Regions from separate parts of the Mus musculus genome. Here all the other regions are linked to region 2. Evidence: chromatin contacts called from public Hi-C, HiChIP or PLAC-seq and promoter capture Hi-C data. All regions are on one chromosome and are shown on one strand. The core of a region is the stretch at or near the end of the contact, and the rest is flanking DNA. Distances in the headings are between cores, read along the strand shown.

Evidence for each region. Promoter capture Hi-C pulls out the DNA fragments that hold promoters and counts their contacts. A called contact is a pair of places that touch in the nucleus more often than the background predicts. HiChIP or PLAC-seq counts read pairs in DNA pulled down with a chosen protein or histone mark.
Region 1: a contact with region 2 is called in a Hi-C map of embryonic stem cells, with 1.6 times the contacts expected there. The contact joins the enhancer-like site here to the promoter of Nudt16l1 in region 2. A contact is called at or near these places in 4 of 39 promoter capture datasets (the C10 cell line, the SN4741 cell line, cranial neural crest and 1 more), 13 of 484 Hi-C or Micro-C datasets (B cells, the CH12 cell line, bone marrow-derived macrophages and 5 more), 9 of 115 datasets of contacts at active chromatin or transcription factors (the 230-238 cell line, bone marrow-derived macrophages, embryonic basal ganglia and 6 more) and 5 of 9 other capture datasets (adipose tissue, embryonic stem cells, liver and 2 more).
Region 3: a contact with region 2 is called in a promoter capture Hi-C map of hippocampal neurons, with 2.0 times the contacts expected there. The contact joins the enhancer-like site here to the promoter of Nudt16l1 in region 2. A contact is called at or near these places in 13 of 39 promoter capture datasets (the 3T3-L1 cell line, 3T3-L1-derived adipocytes, the C10 cell line and 9 more), 3 of 115 datasets of contacts at active chromatin or transcription factors (embryonic stem cells and stem cell-derived neural progenitor cells) and 4 of 9 other capture datasets (adipose tissue, embryonic stem cells, liver and 1 more).
Region 4: a contact with region 2 is called in a FOXA1 HiChIP or PLAC-seq map of pancreatic cancer cells. The contact joins the promoter of Hmox2 here to the promoter of Nudt16l1 in region 2. A contact is called at or near these places in 19 of 39 promoter capture datasets (the 3T3-L1 cell line, 3T3-L1-derived adipocytes, the C10 cell line and 13 more), 4 of 484 Hi-C or Micro-C datasets (B cells, the HPC-7 cell line, embryonic stem cells and 1 more), 8 of 115 datasets of contacts at active chromatin or transcription factors (the SCID.adh cell line, bone marrow-derived macrophages, effector CD8 T cells and 5 more) and 3 of 9 other capture datasets (adipose tissue, liver and pancreatic islet).

What each region holds. Positions count from the first base shown.
Region 1 is chr16:4,701,567-4,704,266 of GRCm38.p6, reverse strand. Dnaja3 (DnaJ heat shock protein family (Hsp40) member A3) reads right to left here. Exons shown (of 11, transcript NM_001135112.1): 10 at 1,959-2,056. Among named protein-coding and RNA genes, the nearest start is that of Nmral1, 16 kb to the left of the region's middle. Within about 2 kb of position 1,371, at least 14 of the 459 cell types and tissues checked have an H3K27ac peak or open chromatin away from gene starts, as enhancers often do. A contact at or near this core is called in embryonic stem cells and liver, where this site is marked.
Region 2 is chr16:4,937,764-4,940,463 of GRCm38.p6, reverse strand. It overlaps Nudt16l1 (nudix (nucleoside diphosphate linked moiety X)-type motif 16-like 1), which reads right to left and starts at 1,353. Exons shown (of 3, transcript NM_025839.4): 1 at 1,171-1,353; 2 at 826-1,086; 3 at 1-268. The coding sequence starts at 1,323. The coding sequence ends at 47. It overlaps Mgrn1 (mahogunin, ring finger 1), which reads right to left. Exons shown (of 17, transcript NM_029657.4): 17 at 2,168-2,700. It overlaps Gm16861 (predicted gene, 16861), which reads left to right and starts at 879. Exons shown (of 3, transcript NR_037666.1): 1 at 879-1,093; 2 at 1,300-1,596.
Region 3 is chr16:5,069,289-5,071,988 of GRCm38.p6, reverse strand. It overlaps Ubn1 (ubinuclein 1), which reads right to left. Exons shown (of 19, transcript NM_026666.4): 9 at 1,270-1,340. Among named protein-coding and RNA genes, the nearest start is that of Gm23483, 9.8 kb to the right of the region's middle. Within about 2 kb of position 1,443, at least 25 of the 459 cell types and tissues checked have an H3K27ac peak or open chromatin away from gene starts, as enhancers often do. A contact at or near this core is called in hippocampal neurons and pancreatic islet, where this site is marked.
Region 4 is chr16:4,725,086-4,727,785 of GRCm38.p6, reverse strand. Hmox2 (heme oxygenase 2) reads right to left here and starts at 1,425. Exons shown (of 6, transcript NM_001136066.2): 1 at 1,315-1,425.

The DNA.
Region 1 (2,700 bases), core at 122-2,621, 240 kb after region 2:
AGAAGACCATAATAAGTCATTGAATTCCCTGGAATTTGAGTTAGAAATGGTTCTAAGCCTCCAAGTGGGTGTCAGAAACCAAATCCAGGTCCTCTGTAAGAGCAGCGATGTCTCTGAGTCACCTCTGCAGCTCCCAATAGCACCGGCCTCACTGAGCGCGTTGCTTACAGCACTCCTTTCCGTGTGCCCACTCAGAGTGAGCTGTGCTCCTGCTGTCTGTCCTGCATCTAGATGCTGCATCAACTACCCCAGGGAGATGGATGTGAACAATGTCTACTCACCCCAGATGGGCACAGACACAGGAAAGCAGTTCCAACTATGTCCAGCTTGAGGGAACCAATGTGTTTTTTGGGTTTACTTGCAGACATGGATGAGGGGTTGCTTACAGGAACATTGGTGATGCCCAAATGTTCTCAATGCAGAAAAGTCCTACACATGGTCAATGACCTAACAGACTGCATCGTGGAGTCCCCTGTCAGTTAGCATTCCAGAGAACACATGCTATGGAGTAGAATTAGATACAGCCAGCAGGAGGTGCTGGAGGGAGGGAAGGAGGGAGCCTCATGACCCTCTCCCCAACCCATCTCTGCAAGATTATCAAAAAGCCCATTGGTTTTTGGTTTTGAGACCTCAGGGATTTTAGGTTAGCACTTTATCAACTGAGCTGCTTTACAAAATCAAATCTGGGAGTCAAACTCCCAAAGAGATGCGATTTTGAAAACAATGACAACAGAGGTTAATGGAAGAAAATAGTAAGGACATTCTAAAAAGGATGGACTGTTCCTGTCCCCATCTGCGCCCTGCCCTGCAGAACAGGAGCTCCTGTGTACAGAGCAAATCTCGTGTATTATGAAACCTTGGGGACTTGTCATGAAGTTATAGGCACACAATCAGAGTTCTATGGAATAACTTGTCCCACTTCCTATTTAGCTTAAAAGAGAACACAAGAACTGGTATGGTGGACCAAGCCTGAATCCCAGCTCTCAGAAGCCTAAGCAGTAGGATCTCATGTTACATGCCACCAAGACCATCTCAAACAAGCAAACATGAGTGAAAAACAAAGAGAAAAGTTTATGCATTATGCATCTAAACACTAAAATAAATATCATTTGGTGTTTGGTCAAGCTATAAACAGGGCTCTTGTTCTTAACAGGAGCTCAACAAAACTTCCAGGGAAGGCTGCTGGGATTTCCACTTCCACTACTGTCTCTTCCCTCTGAGAACTCCAAATCCTCCCTCTAATCTGCTGGAAAAGCTGCCCTAGCTCTGAATACTGGCTATAAACCACCACACACTAATATAAGGCCACTCCAGATCTGAGGACTCTGTTCAGGTTCCCACAAAAACAAAATGATGCAATGAGGTAGAAACACGTGCAGCTGGGCACAGCCTGTCCTGACCTGTCCTGACCTGTCCTGTCCTGTCCTGACCTGTCCTGACCTATATCAATCAACAGAAGCTTCACCTGAGAAACAGCCTCAGGGGCACAGGAAAGCTCCAGCCCACACATCAACCACTTGTGTCTGAGTTCATGACATCTGAGCCTAGGCAACAAATCTGTTCATCAAGTGGGAGGTAGTATCTTTATACTGTTGTCAGCACTGTTTACTTTGGACTCCTAGTAAAGTGTCTATAGCTCTGTTCAATTCATCTCCCCCTTAAACTATTACAAAGAATTCTTGGAGGTAATTGCCCAAAGTCACAGGGCAAGTGGCAGAACCAAGGCTAGAACTCAGGAAACAACTTTTAGGCACAGCTGCCGGGCAGCAAGTGCTCCTGGGCTTTCTTAAATATATGGATGCAGTGAATAGGAGACGCACCCATGAGAGATGGCTGTATACCCACGAGTCCCCTCTTCCAATGACTTTTGGGGGCCTATGAAAACTCAAGTTCTGAAATGTCTGTCAATAGAGACTCAGAGGTCCCTCACACCGCCATGTCAGTCCCAGGTACCTTACCAGTGCTTGTGTGGGTGACTCCATTAACCGTCCCCTCCACGTCAGTCTCATCCTCGGCATAGCTCAGGATCAGGTTCTGCTGCCTACTGCTCAGCCTCCTGTGAACCAACAACAGTTAGTGGCCGAGCACTTCCTCCAGGCAGCCCTTGAAAGCACATAAGCACATACATGTCTGACTCGCGCAGAGGCACGCACTGAGCCAGTGGTGAGGAACTGATGGCCAAGTCAACGTTTCAGAAAAGGGCTCTAGCCAGCCTACACATGGCAAGTGTGGCTCTGGCAGGCCTTACCCTTCACTATTCTCTCTTCCTTGCAAAACTGTTAGATCACATTCCTAAAGCTAGCCATCAAGGCCTATTCCCTTATTTGGCCACTTCCTCCTCCTGACGCTGACCACCAAGGTTCAACTATCAAAGAATTGGAGTACAGCAATCAAAATTAAACACCTCATCCTAACACGGGGGGGGGGTCCCCTTTACCTTTATAGACAGTCATTTGCCTATGACATGTCTGCCTCTATCCATGCCCCTCACCCTTATTCCCTTCCCTTTCTTGGGGTACCTTGTGCTAATGCTGGTCCTTTGAGCTTCTCTCTGAAACCCTGAGTTGTTTAAACTGTCATCACTGCTAAGCAGATGCTCACAGGTTGGGGTGCACATGTTATGTGTGTTTGTCAGGCAACAGGTGAGAAACCAATCTCACAAAAGGGACAAGAGCTGACACTGGCTTCCTGAGAGGAACA
Region 2 (2,700 bases), core at 104-2,603:
GGGCAGAGACAGCCAAGGGAGGGCAGGGACCTGCACAAGAAGCACCTCAGGATGAGGGCGGGAGCAGCTTTTCTAGAGCCTTCTTCTGCTTCTCTGTTGCTGAGGCCAAGGCCTCGGCCAGCTTTTCCGAGGGCATCATGTTGAGTACCTTAAGGGCAAATAGAAGTTGATATTTGGCAGTGCTGACGAAGGCGTTGCTCAGAAAGTTAGGAAAGCCGCCTACTCGATCCTTCTGTGTGTACAGTGGGACCCGTACAAGGCCCAGGACCTGTGGGACAGAGGGCATGAGTGGGGCTGGGCTCTTCTTGTAGAGGCAGGACCCTGGCAGAGATGCCTGTCAGCCACCAGTTTGCCAAAGAAACAGGGGAGACCCAGGCAGGGTCTGGCCAGGCCAGGCTGGTGGCAGTAAAGTGCCTTCTCTCCAAGTTCCAAGGTCAATCCTATGCACTCCCCACCCTGTCTGGCAGCAACCCCCATGATCCCTGGTTTCACTCCATGCCCCTTAGACCACAGAATCTACAAATCCCCCAATTTCCTCTCAGGAGATAATCCCAAACACTGCATGCAACCCGGTCTTTTTGGTCTCAATTTCCCAAGCAGGCCCTGTTCATCCCTTCCAGTGACCCCAAGCCCCACTCCCAGGATTGACAATGGCAGACAAGGCAAATGAAAACAGCCCATGATCCAGATCCCAAGTCCCTTTTCCCACCCAGCATAGCCAGGGTGAGGACCCTGAGGGGTACTTGTTACCCAAGGTGCCTTCTGTGGTGCCAGAGCCAAACCTCAGGAGTGGGAATGGGGGCGGGCCCCAGGCAGTAGCCCCACCTCCAGACCGTGGTCCCGTGAGTGCACAGCGCTGATCTCCACAGCATGCAGTTGTTCCAATGTCAGCTGCCGTGCGTACAGATGTGCCACCACACGGTGTGGACCCTCAGTCAGGTGTGAACTCAGGTAATCAGCTTCGGTAAGGCGTAGGCCGCCCAGGCCCAGGCCCAGCACCCGATTCAAGCCATCCTCCAGCGACCAGAAGCGCCGGTCCACGAAACCCCCGGGAAAGCCTAGCAGCCCGTCGAAGCGCATCTGCATCTGCAAGGTAAGCTTGGTCAGGACGTGGGGTCCACTGGGCGTCCCAAGCCTGTATCCGCCCTGCTTGCCCGCCCAGCTCCTCACCAGCACTGAGAAACGCATGGGGATACGTCCGAAAAGCTGCCCGGGGTTGGCGGCGTATAGCATGGCGTGGCATGAATGACTCCAGCCGGGCCCCAAGCGCATTGCTTCCTCCCGACTGATCTGTTTCAGCTCCGGAACCGTCGTGGTCGACATCTTGATGTGCTCCAGGCCCACTGCCCAAACGAGCATGCGCGACCCCGCCCACAACACCAGACCCAATCCTCGTGCTTCCACGTGCATAAAGCCCGCCTCCACCAGTCCTGTGCTTCTGGGGTTGAACCCAGGAAAGACCCTGGCGGAGGCGGGGTGGGGTGGGGGTGGAGTTATGTAGTTCGCCACCCTCCAAGTTGCAGAGGAGACCCCACAACCACCAGAAAACTACAGCTACCAAGACGCACCGCACGGAGACCAGGTTGTCCTAAGCAGGTAGGTACACTGATTATCAAGACGTGTCAGTCTCCAGTCCCGAACATCCCTGAGAGGGCATCTGAAGTCTCAATATCCACCTCATCCATGAGGGGGCTGGTTTTCCCCTGAGCTTCACCCAGAGCTTGTGGCTCCACTGCCTATGAAATCATGCCTTAAAAAACTTAAATGTCTAAGTGACTCCAGCTCAAGTGACAGGGGACCTAAGCCTTACTTATGCTTTGCCCCTCTCTGGCACATTGATTAATGTTCAGTAAACATCACAGGAGTTGGGATGGGTATAAGAACTAGGACCACCTGCCCACCTAGAGGCTAAGATTCATCAATTGCCCAGTGGAGGTGAGCCAAATTCCAAGTCCAGTTTCAGACACAGCAAGCAACAAAATAGCAATAAACCATTGTCTATGTTTGGAGGGGGCACTCACTGCCCCTCTCACACAAGCAAATGAAGGCAGCAACAAAACCTGTCAGGAGTTCTGCCAGAAACCACTCTAGTGTCCTGTCACTACACCAAAAGCCAACAATGCTGCTGCCTACATAGTGCTGTGCCAGAACAAAGGCACACATAGAATATTGCTGCATGATTTTATTACTATAAATATACAGTAAAAATGAACCCAAACTAGCCAATCAGAGTACATCAGATGATAGTACATGTGAGTCTGAGACAGGTAAGTGTGTAGGCTGCACCCCATCTTTCAAAGTACTGGCACCAGTGCCACGGCCAGAGGCCAGGATGTTGGCAGGTGAGAAGTGGGGGAGTGAGCATGCACATGCTGACATGTGTGCACATATGTGCATTCAGCAAGAGAGAGAGATGGATGTGCAGAGCTGTGCTAGGAAGGAGCAGGGTTAGAGTCAGAGCTCGAGCAGCCCTGAGCCTAAAGGGGTCTCCATGCACTGCTACAGGCTGTCACCTGGGTGAGTGGCAGGGCAGTTCCTTAAGCTGAGGTCCCTCTACCAACCCACCAGGGAGCTGCACTGCCTGGGGCACCTCTGCTCTGGGGCCACTCATGGGCCACTTCTGCCTTGGAAACAAAGTATCACTAGGAGCCTGCTTCTAGGTGGGCTCTGACAGGAGCCTTAGACAATCAATCAGTAAGA
Region 3 (2,700 bases), core at 194-2,693, 130 kb before region 2:
CAGACTGGAGAAGAAAGCTAGGCACCAAAAGTAGGCTGATAGTCACACAATGTAACCAACCATGTGGCCACAGCGATAAAATCTCCATCAGCAACAAGAAAAACTCTCAAGCTGAAAGAACTTGGCTAGGAAAAAAGAATCAAGGCTCTTAGGTCATGGATAAGACCAAGTCAAAGGTAGTCAAGAAAACAAAACCAAAGACAAAAAGATAGGAGTATTAAATTTCATAAACAAAGAAAATATGAAAGTTTTAAAAGTGAAAGTAACAAAATGCTTGGAGTTGGCAGGAAATATTTCCTGACAGTATTTCGAAGGTTTATTTTTGTTTTATGCAAAGTGTTTTGCCTATATGTGTATGTCTGTCCCATGTGAATGCCTGGTGCCCATGGAAACCTTAAGAGGACACTGGATCCCCTGGACTTAAAGTTAAAAAGTCAGGTTGTTAAAGACAGTTGTGAGCCACCATCTAGGTACTAGGAACCAAAACCTGGTCCTCTATGAGAGCAATGTCAAGTTCTTATAGGCACTAGAGCATCTTTCCAGCCTTCTCCACATTTTGATTTTCAGTTACTAATTCTATCCATGATCATGAGATCAGGAAAATCCTCACTCTCTAGTGACGCCAGCCAAACAAACAGAAAAAGCCCGAGCTTTCTTTATATGACACAATCAAGCAGGCTCTTTATTGACACAAAACTCTCACAGGTGCTCTTTGAGGCCCTGTGCTGAGCCAAAAGGTTCATCCACATTCTACTCAGTAGAGGCCATTTGTGGAAACATCCAAGCCTTGACAACTGTCCTTACATAAGCAAAGCCCTGCTATTGAGCATCAAGCTGCTCCTGCTACCTAATATAACCAGGAAAGGGGTTGCAAAGCTGTGGCCTGACATGGCTTAGCTTTGTATGCTTGCTGTTGTCCTTATTAATTAGTTCAGACAACCAAGTACCTCAGGTTTTTGGGGCTCTGGGAAAAGCATGACGGGATGAAGAGAAATGGCAGCACAAGTGAAAACGAGGAGGAACCCTGAAAGGCACCTAACTCCCAGCAGACCTGAGGTCACCAGGTTGTCATTCATTCTTCTGCATTCTCTTTTTTCATCGCATACTTGTCAAGAAATCCTCTTCCAACTATGACAATACATGTACTATATCATTTTAATAATGTCCGTTGCTGAAGATTTGTAAGTTCTATCATTTATGGAGATAGATGCAATGTCCCTGTTTCATTTTAAATAGGAGAACAGAGACAAACAAACAGATGGTACTCACTCCAGCAGGATGCCATTAATATCTTGAGTGAAGAATTTCTGTTTGCTCTCTCCCTCAGCAGCTCTGGCAGCCTGATTCACAGGAGACAGTGACAGCAATGTATTAGTGCCCTTTCCCATGCATCCCTCACATTCACCAGCAGGCACAGAGTCATCGCTCCCAAAGAGCACCTGCCAACAAAACACTCTGCTATCTTCCTATTTCCCAGCCCCAGATAAGGTCATCCCAAAGCTGACGCAGCATCTGTGGGCTGAGTTTCTTGGAACCATATTAATCATGGAAAAAGAAGTGATCCTGAGACATCTGGCTAGAGACCAACTCAGCCAGCTGTCTAGCTTCTGTGTGCAGGCCCTTACCAACCACCCTGTAAATTGCGATTTCTATGCTGTCAATGGTAGAAAAACAAGTAAGATCTTCAGCAAACCTCTCAGATTTAAAGCAGGAGTTCTCAACCTTCCTAATGCTGCAACCTCTTAACACAATTACTCATGTTGTGATGATCCCCAACCATAAAACTATTTCTATTGCTACTTTGTAACTGTAATTTTGCTACTGCTATGAATCACAATGCAAATATCTATGGTTTTAGGTGACTCTATGAAAGAGTTGCAACCTATAGGTTAAGTAAGACCTGCTAATTTAAAGACTTTTATGTATCAAAAAATAATGAAAAGTAATAAAAATACTGTGCACTACAGTCATACTCAGTACCCAGAGAGAAGCCTATTAGGAAAAAAAAAATGACTGTGTAGCTTCAGCACTTAAAGGAGATCCTTTGAAAATCTGTACAGTATCCCACACTCAGACTCCTGAAATCATATGTGATACTAAAGATGACAACTTGAAGAACAAGTCTAGAGATCCCTGAAGTGACCACAGCAAAGACTAATCCTGGTAGTTCTCACTCTTAGCTGCACATGGAAGTTCCTAGGCAGGTTTCCCTACCCCAGGCCAATCAAAACATAATCTTGGGAGTTGGAACTGAAGAATGTATGTTCTTGACAAGTAGCCCAAATATCAGATCTCTCTCAACATGCCACATGGTGATTCTAATGAGCAAAGAGGGTTGGGAATCACTGGCCTGAACAAAAAGATGCTGACCTGGAAATTAAGGCAAAATATAGTTTCTGAAATCAAACTTTATACAAAATGGGGACAACAAGGTGACTCTCTGATAAAGATATATAAATCTTTACTCTTCTGCCTTCTTGTAATTGCAATCTCTGGGTCCTCCTGGTTCCACTTGCTTATTCTACTAGGTCCTTTATACCCTGCCCACCAGAAACAGAGTTCAAAAGCTGATACTGACCTTTAACTCCTGATGCTCAGGCTTCTACATCTCAGCAGATCCCTCAAATCTAAGTCCTGACCCTTCTCCTCTGAACTCTGGACTAGTACTTCCAATTACCTTTAAATCACTTCCAATTACTT
Region 4 (2,700 bases), core at 176-2,675, 210 kb after region 2:
GAGAGAGCCTGACTCAAAGGGGGGAAAAAAAGATTTAGGCTGGGCACTATAGTGCAAGCTCATCATAATCCTAACAGTTAGGAGCCTGAGGATCTCAAATTCAGTTAGTGCACACTACATGGCAAGATTTCCTTCTCAAAACACAAAACACTGGGTAGGGTTGTGGGCTCAGTAGTAAAATACATGCTCATCTTGTTCAAACTGCACCGCCAAAAAAAACTTTCTTAATAATTATGTATTAAATGACATTTATAATAACTATTATAAACTGAAGCACTATACCAGAAATAGGAACGCACAAAACCTTCTACATGACTAGACTGTTTAAGGCCAGTATGACCACTTAAACAAAACCATTTCTAATCTCTAATCCACTTCTGAAAAAATCACAGGATGTCTATGCATAACTAAGATCTTCAGTGCTGTTATCTCGCCTGTGGAATGTTCGTGGATTTACTTCACGAGTCTCTTAATATTCTCACTTTATAGGTAGTAAAACACTCAAGGATTTAGAAAGGACTGGAGAGCAAGCGCTCTCCCTCAACTGGACAGTATATGATATTTCTGTCTTTCGGGAACACTCCCTTCTCTAGTTGAGTTTGCGGTGCCCACAATTGAACACAGGCCACAACTGGTCCTTCAGAACCAATTTAAACGGCATGACACAAGACAGTCCTTGTGCAAGCAGTGTGCAAGGCGGTCCAGGCAGTTCTTACAGAGCAATTAAGTCACCTGGAGCTCTGTGCTTTGGTGGTGACAGGTGACCTCCTGGGCCAGACCAACCGGCTACATCTACGACTGAGTCCTCCCAGTCTTGCACTCAGAACCACAGGTCACTCATCAAGTCCCCACAGGGATTCTAAGGGATCTTGCCACCGAGGGGAGCCACTGAAGGCTGGCCAACAAGGCCGCCACGCCCCGGGCTCCTCCGGGACCTCAGGTAGGCTCATGTGCTGCGCTGCTGCACTAACTTCGACCCCGGAGTCACCTCAAGAGCATTCGTGACGCTGGGAGGGGCTATGCCCCACGGGAACACCAGAGGACTCTTGGGGATGGAGCTCAAAGCCGTCTAGAGCGCGACGTCCGCGGTTTCGGGCTCATTTGACGCTCAAGGCCCGCTCGGTGGCCCCTCTCCGACCCCCAGTCTCCCGCTCGCTCGCTCGCCCGCCTCAGCCCGCTTCCGGCCACCCCCCGCCCGACGTCCCCTCAGGCTGAGGACGAGTCGCGGGGGGACAGCGGAGCAGAGCTTCGAAGAAGGCCGCCGCCATGCAAGGACCCGGGAGGGGAGGACGGGGCACAGAGCGGACCACTCACCGTCAGTGGCTCCGCAGGTCAGTCAGTCTCCGCGTCTGCGACTCTCTCTGTACCTTCGCAGCCGAGAGGGCGAGCGCCAGGACGGTAGGACGTGCGCACGCAGCGAGGGGCGGAGTCACCAGGCCACGCCCCCAGGCGCACGGCAGCTAGCGGGAGGCTCTTGGGCGAGCCGACACTGCCTTCTGAGAAAGCTTCGGGAGTGGGGAGTAGTAATGTTAACCGGAGAGGAAGGAAGCGTGTCAGCCAAAGCCAACTGCTTGTTGATCGAGAGTGGGGGCTCAAGCCTGGAATCCCAGCACTCGGTGGGGGACAGGGGTGGGGTTGAGGCTGGAGAATTCAAGAGCAACCTGGAGAATTCAAGAGCAACCTGGGCTACAGTGTGAGCATTTGTCAGTGCTCAAACAAAAACACAAAAGGGTTGGGAATGTAACTTGTTGGGGAAGAATTAATAGATTCTTTTTGGGGGGGCGGGGTGTTTCGAGACAGGGTTTCTCTGTATAGCCCTGGCTGTCCTGGAACTCACTCTGTAGACCAGGCTGGCCTCGAACTTAGAAATTCGCCTGCCTCTGCCTCCCAAGTGCTGGGGTTATTAAATGCATGCACCACCACTCACTGCCCAGCACTTAATTACTTTTTTAACTATTAAAGTTTTGGTTTGGTTTTGTGCTGGAGATGGAATTCTAGATTTTGAGTAAGCTCTCTTACTGAGTTATGCTGAGGGACATTTCTGTGCACTCTGTATTCTGTCTGATTCCTGTACCCAGAGGTCCAGCTCCAGTCTCGACTTTAGTATGACTCAGTATTTTATAAAATATTATTCTCTATCACCTCCTGATTGGTTAAATAAAGAGCTTAATAGCCTATGGCTGGGCAGGAGAGGATATGGCAGGACTTCTGAGGCCAGAGACAGAGAGAGCATCTCAGGTGGGAGAGAAGGGAGACAGGAATCCGAACAGGAATGAAGGAGGAGGAGCCAGAGCAAGCCTGAGAAGGCAGGAAAGGTCCACATGGCTGGGAAGTAGGCCAGCATACTTGGTTAGAATAGCTTAGAGTCTGCCTGGCTCTGCGCCTCACCTTTATAATAAATATAAAGGTCTCCGTGTCATTAAGCAAGGAGGACATAGAAAAGTTCCTTACTTTTGCAGAGTTATGTCTCCCCAACCCAACAAATGTTCTCTTTCTACCTCTCTATTATTCAGGTGCACGATGCACCCACAAGCTAGGAAGATTTCCACACTAGAAGCTTTAACCAAATTTGCAGAATCTTTTCCTACTCAACACTATTCACAAAAAAAACAACAAGTTCTGGAAGCAGCCTAGATAATCTAATTGATGACCAAAGTATGAAGGCAGTTTCTGCATGAGCAGGACCAGGGTGTTGGATTT